3 separate regions of the Sus scrofa genome follow, and regions 1 and 3 are each linked to region 2. Evidence: chromatin contacts called from public HiChIP or PLAC-seq data. All regions are on one chromosome and are shown on one strand. The core of a region is the stretch at or near the end of the contact, and the rest is flanking DNA. Distances in the headings are between cores, read along the strand shown.

Evidence for each region. HiChIP or PLAC-seq counts read pairs in DNA pulled down with a chosen protein or histone mark.
Region 1: an H3K27ac HiChIP or PLAC-seq map of alveolar macrophages shows a contact between it and region 2. The contact joins the promoter of AP3S1 here to the promoter of ARL14EPL in region 2. A contact is called at or near these places in 2 of 47 Hi-C or Micro-C datasets (embryonic fibroblasts and subcutaneous adipose tissue) and 2 of 2 datasets of contacts at active chromatin or transcription factors (alveolar macrophages and skeletal muscle).
Region 3: a contact with region 2 is called in an H3K27ac HiChIP or PLAC-seq map of alveolar macrophages. The contact joins the enhancer-like site here to the promoter of ARL14EPL in region 2. A contact is called at or near these places in 17 of 47 Hi-C or Micro-C datasets (adipose tissue, alveolar macrophages, brain and 10 more) and 2 of 2 datasets of contacts at active chromatin or transcription factors (alveolar macrophages and skeletal muscle).

The regions. Positions count from the first base shown.
Region 1 is chr2:119,964,243-119,968,522 of Sscrofa11.1, forward strand. AP3S1 (AP-3 complex subunit sigma-1) reads left to right here and starts at 1,297. Exons shown (of 6, transcript XM_021084654.1): 1 at 1,297-1,812. The coding sequence starts at 1,744. It overlaps ATG12 (autophagy related 12), which reads right to left and starts at 1,460. Exons shown (of 4, transcript NM_001190282.1): 1 at 1,093-1,460. The coding sequence starts at 1,255.
Region 2 is chr2:120,191,682-120,196,202 of Sscrofa11.1, forward strand. ARL14EPL (ARL14 effector protein-like) reads left to right here and starts at 3,242. Exons shown (of 4, transcript XM_013995047.2): 1 at 3,242-4,521. It overlaps LVRN (aminopeptidase Q), which reads left to right. Exons shown (of 19, transcript XM_013995045.2): 19 at 682-2,047. The coding sequence ends at 754.
Region 3 is chr2:120,063,663-120,067,568 of Sscrofa11.1, forward strand. No RefSeq gene overlaps it. Among named protein-coding and RNA genes, the nearest start is that of LVRN, 52 kb to the right of the region's middle. Within about 2 kb of position 1,944, at least 11 of the 83 cell types and tissues checked have an H3K27ac peak or open chromatin away from gene starts, as enhancers often do. A contact at or near this core is called in adipose tissue, alveolar macrophages, fetal skeletal muscle and 4 more, where this site is marked.

The DNA.
Region 1 (4,280 bases), core at 47-2,546, 230 kb before region 2:
AGCTGTTGACTAAGACTGCTAGATACTAAGACAAACCCTTTGAAAGTCTGTTCCTGCTTATAGTAAACTGATAGGAAAAAGGGGTAACCACAATCTATAAAATTAAGGGGATTCATTTAAAGAAAGATTCTAGCAGTTAGCCACATAACTAATCATAGGTTTCTATTTCTCTACTGGTGCATCATGTGGAAATAACTGAACAGATTTCCACCAAATGTAGAGGCAGTGTGATTTAAAAAGGGGACCGTGCTAGGAGAGACAATTATCCTCCCTAGCAGCAGAAAGTGAGGTTGGATGAAAGGGCATGGGATCACTAAGCACAACGTAGGATACCTACACTTTAATAAGACTCTGGTCTGAGAAAGCCTGTCTCATGGCCAGGGTCAACCTCTTTCAACAGGGGATGTTGATTTCCTGCTTTTCTCAGCAACTCTACAGAGTGTCCCATTTAGGAATTTCTGTATTTTACAATGGTGAACTAATTCTCAAGAAATAAAGGCTGAAGACAGCTAGTTCAAGCAATGAAATGATTCATTTACAAGCGTTCCAAAAAGGTGTTTTGCTTTGTTCTGTTTATTTAAAAGAGTGATGCCTATGCCTTTAATTCTCTCTTAGCATTCTTCATACTGGGTAAATCTCCCGTTTTTGGTCCAATTCACACTAACTGATTAAAACACAGCAACCTAATCGGAAGGTGTGGATTTTAATTGATTTACCACTGACCATCCCTATCACCTAAAATCATTACTCAAATTATTAGGTTCCTCATTAAGCATCTGGAACTACTGAGGTCCCAATGAGCGCCCACCTTCCGATAGCTCACGGTCTGCCCGATTCAAAGGAAGATGCGAGCACAGCATACTAAATGCTGTGGCACTCATGTGCGTCCAGAGATAGCTTCCTGAAAGGCACTCAAGGCAAACGTCTTAAAAGCCGAAAAGTATACTTCCTCTCTCCTGCTCAAAAACCTCGTCTTGAGCCGGCCCTGGTCTGGAACCCGCCCTCCTCTAATTTTCATTAGCTGCCATCCCTACTTGAACTGTAAGGAAGGCTTAAGCTTCTCTGCCCAAAGTGAAACTTCTCGAAAATTACTTTTTTTCTTGGTGTCACCGGCAGGTTCTTCTGTTCCGGGGGAAACTGAAGCGGAAGAAGGGGGTTCCGGAGTGGCAGTTTCTGGGGAGACCTCCGTAGGTCCATCGCCCTCAGCAGCAGTTGCGGGCGGGAGCTGCAGCGCAGACTCCGGCTCCTCTGCCATCTTGCACCGAGAGAGGTGAGGGCGGAAGTGGTCGCTCCGCGCGCGTCGTGGGCGGGCTTTGAGCTGGTGAGAGTCGCTAGGAAGGCGCCGGAGTAGGCGGGTATCCAACCTACTACGAAAGTCAGTATTGCAGCCTGGTCCCCTATGTCCAACCTGCTGCAGTCTTCTGACCGTTGATAACGCAACTGCTTCCCCCAAGACAACAAATCTCCGGAAATGTTCGGTGAGCAACGGCCCCACGAGCTGCCGAATGCGCAAGCGCCGCTTTGCTAGGCGCTCCGGCCTGAAGCTGTTTCCGCTTCCCTCCGCGCTGGCCCCGCCCAGGCCCCGCCCCACCCAAGCCCCGCCCCGCAGCCTGGAGGCGCGCGCGCGCGCGCGCGTGCGGGAGGGGGCGGGTGGGGAAGGATCGCCAGAGAGATCCGAGGCGAGCCTCGCGCGCCCGCCCCCGCCCTGGCCCCCAGCTCCCACCCGGTGGGCCCGGCTCAGCCATGATCAAGGCGATCCTCATCTTTAATAACCACGGGAAGCCGCGGCTCTCCAAGTTCTACCAGCCCTACGTGAGTACCCTGCCGCCGCCAACCCGGGCGAGGGGGAGTCGTTGGCTGCCGGCTGCGCCCTCAGGGCGACCCCCTCAGGCGCGCCGCGGCCCTGCTCGCGCCCTGGCCGTCTCGCGCTCGCGGCTGTCAGCCTCCGGGTGGGTGTGAGCGAGGTGCCCACTTCCCGCCGCGCTCCCTTCCTCCGACGTGGCTCTGTCCAGGCGGCTCCTCCGCCCGTCTGTGGGCTGGGTGGTTTCCTGGCTGAATGGGCGAGGCTCTGGAGACTTCCCGGTGCTGGGCCGAAGCCGGTCTGGCATCCGCAGCCCACCTGCGCCGCGAGCCCACCCGGCGCTCTCGCCTTTCCGCTGCCCGCGGCTTGTGTTAGCCGCCCAGGGAGACCGAGCGGGGCCGGTTGCCTCGCAGCCCCACCTCCCTGAGTTCCAGCCTTTCCTGGTGGACTTCTTTCTCTTTTCCTGTGGGCTCATGGGCTACTGCTTTTCGCCGTAATCCTCTCGTCGCGCAGGAACTTTGGCTTCCTGCGTTGGAGACCTGCACGCTCTGTATAGTCTCTCCTGTTAGGCTGCCATACGTGATACACTGCCCACTGTGGCTTTCAGGTGTCTCCTTTTAAAGGAAAAAGATAAGTGAGGACTTAACGTTTTCCTGTGGCTGTTCCCCTTGGTGGCTACAATTTATTTACTCTTGGAATAACTGGCGACCATTGTATTTGACCGATTAGAACTGTGATTCTATATCTCAAAGTTAGAATTTCAGCGGCTGGTTTGGCATTTGTCTACGTAAGGGAATTTTCCCTAATTTATAGCTTTTCTGCTACTTACGAGAAGTAGTAATATTAAACTCTTTTAAACGGGTACATACTGTTGAAAAATGCAGAAGGTTTCAAGGTGATGACGATAAGTTATCATTGGTTGAGGGAGGGTCATAGACAGGTGTGCGTATCTGAGGGCAAAATCCACCACGAGGTAAAACATGAAATTGGACTCTGTGGTAGGAATAATGTAGAGATATACCTATGTGTGGTGTTGGGGCATTTTGCTTAGAGCCAAAAATAAACTTTCAGTTAAATATTGAAATTGTGCCAAGGCTAACACTTTTATGCAGATAAATCCCAGATGGAAATCATTCCTGCCATTAAAAATTGAATGTGAAAATGTCACTTTGCCTAAAAACGATAATGCAGTCTGTGGAGGTGTTAGTTGAAGTGAGAAATCTTGAGCTCATTCCTCATTTCCTTAAGTAGTTTGCTTTTGCTGGCAATAAAGAATATTTTCCACTACTCTTGTTTGGTTTTAATTTAAACAATAAACATAATTTAAACAATAAAGCTCTAAAAAGTCCATATCATTCTTTAATCCAGGATACAATTCTAGTTGATTCTTGAGTGGAAAAAAATCCCCTTGAGTTTACATTGTTACCCGTTTGCTTAAAATATAGTACTAGCCTTTACTGAAGGAATCTTTTCTTTTAGCCATTTTGCCTCTGCCATCCATTTGCAGTGTAGAAGTGGTATGTTCCAGTAGTGAAGCAAGAAAATGTGTTTTTTTATATTTCTGCTTAATAATTAAGCAACATTCAAGGTAATAGGTTTCATGGCTATGCCATAATATCAATATAACTACTCCTGTTAGCATAGAATTTAACTTAACCACATGCAGAGAAATGTATTGAATTTGGAAATCCGGAAACACATCTTTCTCTTGGAACAGAAATATATTTTACCTTTACTCAGTAGGTAGCAGTGAAGGTTAATATGGGAAGAGACAATTCTTGCAGCAGTGGCAGCTCTGGTGTCATTTTTAGCCATTGCTAAATGAGAGTGTTACTGGGGGCAGAGAGCTGAGATGTAAAAAGGGGAATCTAGTGGTCACTAGATGTGTGGAAATGGGGATGCCAGGAACTGTAATTAGTCTTTTATAAATTGAGTTTTGCCAAGTTTATTTTTGTCATTCAGGAGTAATTTAAGATTATATATTTGCTTCCTCTGCTAGAGCATAACCTGTTTGAGGTCAGAAATTTTTTTCATTCCTTTATTCTATGAGTTAGTTTGCCAACAAATATTGATTTCAGGCCTACCATGTGTAGGCAGTATTTTAAAATTTGGAGATGAACAAATGGATAACTTGTGTTCTTTCAGCAGGGGGATAGGCAAAGCTAATAAGCAGAATATATGCCATGCCACATAATAATCAGTGCTGTGGGAAAAATTAAGCCAGAAAGGGTGATAGGGAATGCAAGAGTGACAACTTAAAATAGGATAATTAGGTAAGTTTTCACTGAGAAGGTGACTCTTGAGCAGAGACCTGAAGGACGTGGGAAAGGTTGCTTCCAAGTATCTGGTGGAAAATCATTCCAGGTAGAGGAAGCAGCAGATGCAAAGGCCCTGAGGAGGAAATGCCTGTTTGAAGAACCTGTACTATTGGAAGAACACCAAAAAGACTGGCATGGCAAGAACAGAATATGTAAGGAAA
Region 2 (4,521 bases), core at 1,992-4,491:
TTTTTTTTTTTTTTTTTGGTCTTTAGGGCTGGACCCACAGCATATGGAGGTTCCCAGGCTAGGGGCCAAATTGGAGCTGTAGCTGCCAACCTACACCACAGCCACAGCAACGCAAGATCCGGGCTGCCTCTGTGACCTACAGCACAGTTCTCGGCCACACCAGATCCTTAACCCACTGAGCGAGGCCAGGGATCAAACCTACGTCCTCATGGATGCTAGTTAGATTTGTTTCCACTGAGCCATGAGAGGAACTCCGACGATAAATATTCATAAAGGATAACATTTGTAAAGACACAGATATCGTGTACCAGTTTTGAGGTATGGACGTTGCCAGGCTTCTTTTGAGATAAGAAAAAGTCTCACTGTATCTCTCTCCACAAATCTTGTATAATTTCTGACATGCATTCAATAAATCTTATTGAGCATCTACTGTGTGCTTGGGGAATAGAGTGATGAATAAAATAGGCAGAGTTTCTATATCTGATTCTTCAGGTCACGGGGCTTCATCACATTTTCCCAGTCATGGTCTCCTCAGGAACAAACAACATAGGGGCACATGTTTCTGCTCATTCCAGTCATCATCAGTCCTTTGCACAATCATGTCACTACCAAACATGAACTCTGTCTTGTTGGGTCTAATAAGTTTCACTTCACTGACTGATCCTCTCTTTGTGCTTTCAGCTGCAGCAGTTTTGCAGTAACATGTTGGAGGAGCACCAGCGACTCACAGTTCATGCCAAATTGCAGACAATAAAGAACGAAAATCTCAAAAACAAAAAGCGAAGTGCCAGGATAGCTGTGTGGCTACAAAAAAACACATAATTTAGTGGCGACTTTCAGCCTTCCTCTTGCATGTTGTAATGTAGTCACAGTTTTGTCTTCCCATGAGTCTGGAAAACCACACGTTTTGTTATTTGTATTTCAGTCACATTCTTCTCAGCGTTCTGTTCCTCCCGGGTTGTCATGTTTGGCCCTCAGGCTCAGTGATTGCTGAGGATTTTGCCAACAGTGTGTATTTCTGGGGAAGATTTTACTTCATGTTGGGCTGAAACCACATAATTTACTCTAAATGCCTTGTAAAAGCAAATTTACCTTAGAACGTCTTGCTTATTCTGTTGTGAAGGCCAGTGGAATATGACATCATTGGCTAAATGAACACTATTTTCTGAGGGAAATACAGATTTGTAATACTCTAGGGTTTGTTTGGTTCAGTATTCAAAAGAGTAATGAGCAGATGACACAAGAGAGTAGAGAAACAGGAACCAGAGAAATAATATTTACTAGAAGACAGAAAAAGCGAAGAAATGCAAGTCTGAAAAAGAAGACACAATTTTATGAGCCATGTTAAATGCTCCAAAGGCAAGAAATGTGTCTTTTCCTGCTCATTTCTCTCCCCAGTGCCTACTGCATCACACCACTTTTCTGGCTACTGAACTTTATGGTTTCACAAAGAGACCTGGGATCACAGGATCCACGAAGTGCCTTTAGGCTTGCTGTTGTGGAGGCCGGATGGAAAGCAAGGCTCTGCTTGGAGGCTCTTGACTGTGTAATTCACCTGTGGGATGGACACTTTTTCAGCCAAAGTTTAGAAGCAGATACAGTGATGTCAACAGACCATAGCAATTATGGGCTAATCTCCAGCACAAAGGGAAATGGTCAAATAAAGAGAAATGGGACTAAAAGATTAACCAGACAATAATCTTTCCAGCTTTACACTCAGGGGATTCTGTTTGAAATGTGGCTTCATTTGACCAAATTGAATCTGTGTGTCGTTTGGTCAACTTTAAACATTTTCATCAGTCAGAATATATGGAAGCAGCTTAGTTTTGTCACACCTGATGTAATCAGGACTGCTAAGGCAAATCATCTTACTCTAGACTTTGTGTGTATACCATTTAATTCTTGTTTTAATTTTGATTTTGTTTTTTAATTTTGAATTTGAATAGAATGGGGTAAAAGTACAGATCTCCTATCTACCTCAAAGTGATGTTATAAAGATTAAAGAATATGTCAATTAAAAGCCTTTAAATATGCTATATAGACTGAAGATAGTGTGATCTAAGGTGTTTTTTTTTTTTCCAATTTCTTGTGTAAGTTAATGCAGCCTCAAATTGAAATGCAAGACAAAGGTTCACTTTCTTATTCACTTCACAAGAAGATACTCCCGGAGTGGGAACAGGAGGCTATAGGACTTGGCCATGAGGACAAACCGAAGTACACTCTGCACAGACTTGACCATACATCATAGGTCAGAGAGTTTTTTCTTTAAATTTAGCAACTTAAAAGTTAAGCCATAAAATTGTTACACGTGTAACATCTTCCTAAATTTTCTTAAATATCAGCTTCATATTTCCTCTATTTTCTCCAATCTTATCTTTCAATAATCCTGTCATGTATCATCTCACTGCTTTCTCCTCCTCTTTTTCTCTCTTCCAACTATGAGTTTTGTGTCTTTGTTTTTGAAGTATAGTTGACCTACATACAATATGATGTGAGTTCCTGGTACACGGTATAGTGATTCATGATTTATATACATTTCAAAATGATAAGCATGATAGGTCGAGTTGTAATTTGTCACCATACAAAGCTATTCAGAACTATTGACTGTATTCCCCATACTGTACATTTCATACTTGTGGCCTTTATTTTGTAGCTGGAAGTTTGCACTTCTTAATCTCCCTCACCCACTATTCTCTTCCCCATAACCCCCTTCCCTCTGGCAACCACTTGTTTATTCTCTGTATCTATGACTGTGTTTCTATTTTGTTATGTTTGTTCATTTGTCTTATTTTTTGGATTCCACATATAAGTGAACTCATACATTATTTGTCTTTCTGTGACTGATTTCACTTAGCATAATACCCTCTAGGTCCATCTATCTTGTTGCAAAATGCAAAATTTAATTTTTTGTGGCTAGTATTCATTGTATTTGTATACACCACATATTTTTTATCTAATCATCCAATAATGGGCACTTAGGTGGCTTCCATATCTTGGCCATTGTAAATAATGCTGCAATAAACATAGGGATGCATATGTCTTTTCTAATTAGTGTTTTTATTTTCTTTGGATAAATACTCAAGAGTGGAATTACTCAACCATATGGTAGTTCTATTTTTAATTTTTTGAGTACTCTCCATCAAATTAAATATATTATGACACTTCCTTCTGGTCTGCAGAGTAACTGCTGAAAAGTCAGCTGATAGCCTTATGGGAGTTCCCTTGCTTGTAATGTGTTGCTTTTCTCTTGCTGCTTTTAATATTCTTTCTTTTTCTTTTCTTTTCTCTTTTTCTTTTTTTGGCTGTGTGCACAGTATGAGGAAGTTACTGGGCCACAACAGTGACAAGGCCAGATCCTTAACCCACTGTATCACCGGGGAACGCCTGCTATTATTTCTTTAGCTTTAATTTTTGTCTTTTTAATTACGGTGTGTCTTGGTGTGGTCCTCTTTGGGTTGACCTATTTGGAACCCCTTGTGCTTCCTGGACCTGTATATCTGTTTCCTTCTTTTAGCTGTTATATTTTCACATGTGTCCACTTCTCCTTTCTCTCTCTCTCTCCTTCTGGGACCCCTATAATGTGAATGTTGGTATGCTTGATGTTGTCCCAAAGATCTCTTAAACTGTCCTCATTTTTTAAAATGATTTTTTCTTTTGTTCTCTTCAGCTTGAGTGACTTCCACTACTCTGTGTTTGCTGAACCATTCCTTTGTACATCTAATCTATTGTTGATTCTTCCTAGTATTTTTTTTATTTCAGTTATTGTATTCCTCAGCTGTTTGCTTCTTCTCTACATTTTCTAACTCTTTGTTAAACTCCTCATTGTGTTCATCCATTCTTCTCCTGAGTGTTTGAGTATCATTATGATTATTACTTTCAACTCTTTGTCAGTTACATTGTGTATCTCCACTTCTTTTAGTTCTTCCTCTGGGGTTTTATCTTTTTCCTTCATTTGGAACATATTCCAAATACGAAGGCTCAGAAAACAGCCTAATTCAATGTTTTTATTTTTATGTATTTGGAATGTTGGTTATGTTTCCTGATCTTGAAGAAGTGGCTTTATGCAGTATATATCCTATGGGCCCCAGAAGCTCATTCACCTCTGGTCACCAGGGCTATATGCTCTAGATGCTCTCTATGTGGGCTGCCTGATCCTTCTGTTGTGGCAGGCTGACTACCCAGGCTGCAGTGGTAAGCATGGCTGGCCCCCAGTCTGGTTGGTTGTCAGGCCCTGCCTTGTATGGGGGTTTCTGGCCCTGGTGGGTTGGGGCTGGGTCTTGACATGGCTGGCTACATGGCCAGGGGAGTCCCAGTGTTGGTGACTGCTCACTGGTGGGCAAGGCTGGGCCATAAGGCTGCTAGCTTCCAAGCCCAGGGGGATCCTAGAGCTAGTACTGACCCACTGGTGGGTGGGTCCAGATCTCAGGGTGGCTGGCTGCTAAGTCAGTGTTCCTGGAGCCTGTTCAGCCTGCTGGTGGGTGGGGCTGTGGTTGCAGGGTCTGGGGTGTCCCAGAACTGGTG
Region 3 (3,906 bases), core at 694-3,193, 130 kb before region 2:
TTCCCCCCGCATCCCTCAAAGCAGCAAAGGGCACCAAATCTCGATATTTGGAAGTAAGTTCTAAAACATTATAATTTTAGCACTGGAAGAAACATTCGACAAAAAGAAAAATACTCAAAATCACTGAGTCCAGTCCCCTCATGCTGCAGATGAGGAAAAGGGGATATGCATACTCAGTTTTTTTGTTTTGTTTTTTTGTTTTTGTGTCTTTCTGTCTTTTTAGGGCTGCATCGGCGGCTTATGAGGTTCCCAGGCTAGGGGTCTAATTGGAGCTGTTGCCACCGGCCTACACCAGACTCAAGATGCATCTGCGACCTCCACCACAGCTCATGGCCATGCCGGATCCTTAACCCCCTGAGTGAGGCCAGGGATCGAACCCGTAACCTCATGGTTCCTAGTCAGATTGGTTTCTGCTGCGCCAAGACGGGAATGCCCCCATCCTCAGTTTTAAGGAAACCTAATAAACCCAATTCTGCTTACAAAACAAATAACTCAGGAGGTGATATTAATTTTATAAAAATGATCCGATGCAGTATTCCTCTAAATGTGCTCCCCATATGCTCTTAAAGTATGATTCAAGTTACAGCAATATCATTTACACACAGCCTTTAGGAATTTAGCAGACCACATTCCTGGAATGTCTTCTGTGTGCCAAGCTCTGTGCTAGGTGCCCTAAGCATTGTAGAAATAGACCTCAGCTCCACTGTAAAGTAACAGAAGATGTTGAAAACATTTACCCTGAAAGCTGACACTCCTCAGTAAACATACAAAACAGACTGAGTTTTCAGCAATCATCAGAGTCCAGCGACAGCAACAACAACTGGGGTCTGAATCTCACTTCCATTGCCTGGAGTCCTCATCTTCCTCCCAGATTTCTCTGCTTTTCTGTACACCAGGCCGAGAGCCCACAAACATCTGGCTAAAACTAGTCAAGTGTTCACATACGTGGATTTCCAAGGGAAAAAACCAACTCAAACAGAAATGAACGAGAAAGGAGAAAATATTAAAATTCTTCTAAATGTTTTACTCTTCCACTGGCCTGCATTTTGAGTTTCTTTTTTTTTTTTTGTCCTAGTGCTTTAATTCCCCCAGATTACTGAAACTGATACAGTCTGGATATAAACATGACTCTACTGTTTGTCTTCTCAGGAGTATGTTAAGGTTTTACTAGCAAAGTGTTAAAGCCTCCCTAAGTGCCAGTCAACTCTCTTCTGACAGCCCTGCCCTGGAGCAGGTATTTGTCTATAGACAGTCACAGGCTGACAGAGTTCTTGAAGAATTTGTAACCAGCAGACCAACTCTAGGACTAGGACTGAAATGAAAAGGAAACCTCATTTAATCCTTTGTGTATGGCATCAACACAGCTGTGTGCAGGTCAGTGGTATCATTCATGAAGTGTTGATAACTGGGACAGAGATGATAAAAGTCACATGTTACTTATACCACGCCAGTGGCACCCCTGAGGCAGTTAGGGTAATGGAAAGATCCAGACAGATCCAACAGGAGTTTGACGGAGATTCAATTCAAGTGTTTATAAATAAAACACCTCGACACACTTCAGAATCTGTAGGGGCAGCCATTTTTCTTTTTGAGTGTTTGTCCACGTTTAACATTTGAAGTAGCCTTGGAAAAAATCAGGCTAGAAGAGAAACAAAACCCAATATCAAAAACAACTTATGAAAGGGAAGAAAAGTCAAAGTGAATTTTGATTTCTAAAGACGCTGTGTTTCTGGCCAGAGGAAATAACACACATTTTGCCCTTTGGCTTCATGGAATCCAGACTGGCCCCAGAGACAGAGGGAACAGATGTGGGAGCTTCCTCCTGGGTTGTGTGGCCAGACTTAGAGCCTTTGGAATCCCCAGCTGTAATTCTCTGAGAGGTGGGAGCTGGCCACGTCCTTCGATGGTGCGTGTTGTCATTCAGAGGTGGGGTGTGGAGCCTCGGCTCTGCTCCTGGTGTAAACAGGACAGAAAAGGGCGGTGTGTTCCTGCCAGGCCTATGTCCTAGTATGTCCCTTAGTAAATTCTGCCACTTCTGGGAAGACTTTCAATTTGGCCTCGCCCATTCCCTCCCTCTTCCTGTCAGTCAGACCTGCTTTCCTCGCCCCGCAGAGAAACCCCCCTTGGCTTTTTCTAGAAAAGTTGATGTACAGCTCTTATTTGTGTGTCTGGCCCACATCCACATGCCCTAAGTGGTTTAGAAATCTTGGTAAGTTTGAGGGGAAGTTAATGAAACACCAACGAACCACCCTAACATTTCACAACCAGGCTGGACTCACAGAATGCCAATGTAAAATGAATTAAAATGTCAAGAATGAGACTTAAAAAACAACCAACTGTGAGAACATTGACATCACATGTGGAAAGCATAGCGGTCTGTTTGACTTCTTTTAGAAGAAGCCTACAATCAAAGAGATGCTCATAGCTACTAGCACACTGGAGCAGGGAGAGAAGCAGCAGGAGAGGGGAACTGTCAGCTTGAGCGTTTCATCGCCATTCATCTCAAGAAGAGCTCTCGGGGAGTTCCTGTTGTGGTGCAGTGGAAACGAATCTGACTGGTATCCATGAGGATGTGGGTTAGATCCCTAGCCTCGCTGGGGATCTGGCATTGTCATGAGCTATGGCGGAGGTCACAGACATGGCTTGGATCCTGTGTTGCTGTGACTGTGGCCTAGGCCGGCAGCTGTAGCTCCAATTCAACACATGAGCAGGTTCCTAGCCTGCTCAAAAAAAAAAAAAAAAAAAAAAAAAAAAAAGGAAAAAAAAGGAGAGCTCTCAGATAGGAATCTCAATGTAGTTATCTGAGCTGATTCTTATAATAATAATAATGATTTATATAAGTCCTGTTGCACTTAGGTTTCAATTGCTTTGAGACTGTAAGTTATAGGAGATCAGAGACTGAATCTTAGACTTCTGTTTTCTCTGTCAATGCCTAGGTCACCCTAGCAATTCATTGCAGGTGTTCAATACAGAATGGAGCATTGAATTACTCACACCGCTAAAATAGCCCTAAATAAGATTCTTCTTCTCCAGTCCCCTATTAAAGCAGGTGCTAACTCTCCTGAAAAGGTAGTCCTCTTTCCTCTTATATGTCCCTGGAAGTGAGAGACAGCACCCCACGGTGCATTTGGGCCTGATAATCAGTTTGCATGCAGGGGTGGGGTGAAGCTGATGGTGCAAATACTGACATGCCTCTATACTGTTGGAAACTAGGCACGGCTGCAAGCCTCCAAATGTTTCTATCTGCCACCCAGGCCCCACCCCTGGGACTCCCAGACCTCTTCATCATCTGTATCATCTGAATCAGTTGGCTAGAACTGCTATAACAAAATGCCACAAGCTGGATGGCTTATACACACAAATTTATTGTCTTATGGTTCTGGAGGCTAGGATTCTAAACCTGACATCAAGGTGTTGGCAGGCTTATGCTCTCTTTGAAGGTGCTCAGGGCAGGATCTGTTCCAGCCCTTTCCTCCAGCTCCTGGGAATTTTCTGATAGTCTTGCTTGGCTCATAGACATGCTGCTCTGATGTCTGCCTTCATGTCACTTGGTGTCCCCCTGTGTGAGGGTCTGTGTTCAGATGTCCCCATTTCATAAGCACACTGGTCATATTGGAGTAGGTGTCTACTCCAGGGTAATCTCATTTTAACTAAATATATCTATAATGACCTGATTTCTAAATAAGGTCACATTCTGAGGTACTGAGGATTAGGACTTAAAGATATGAATTGGGGGAAGGACACAATTCAACCCATAACATAATTTATCAACTAAAAGTCAACTCCTGGTACAAGAGGAGAATACTAGGACTCACTCTAGTCCCTCATCGATTCTGATTTGTCCATCCATGTGATGTAGTTCTGGGTAAATACTTCAATATTTCCTTGCTCCCAAGTTCATTCAGT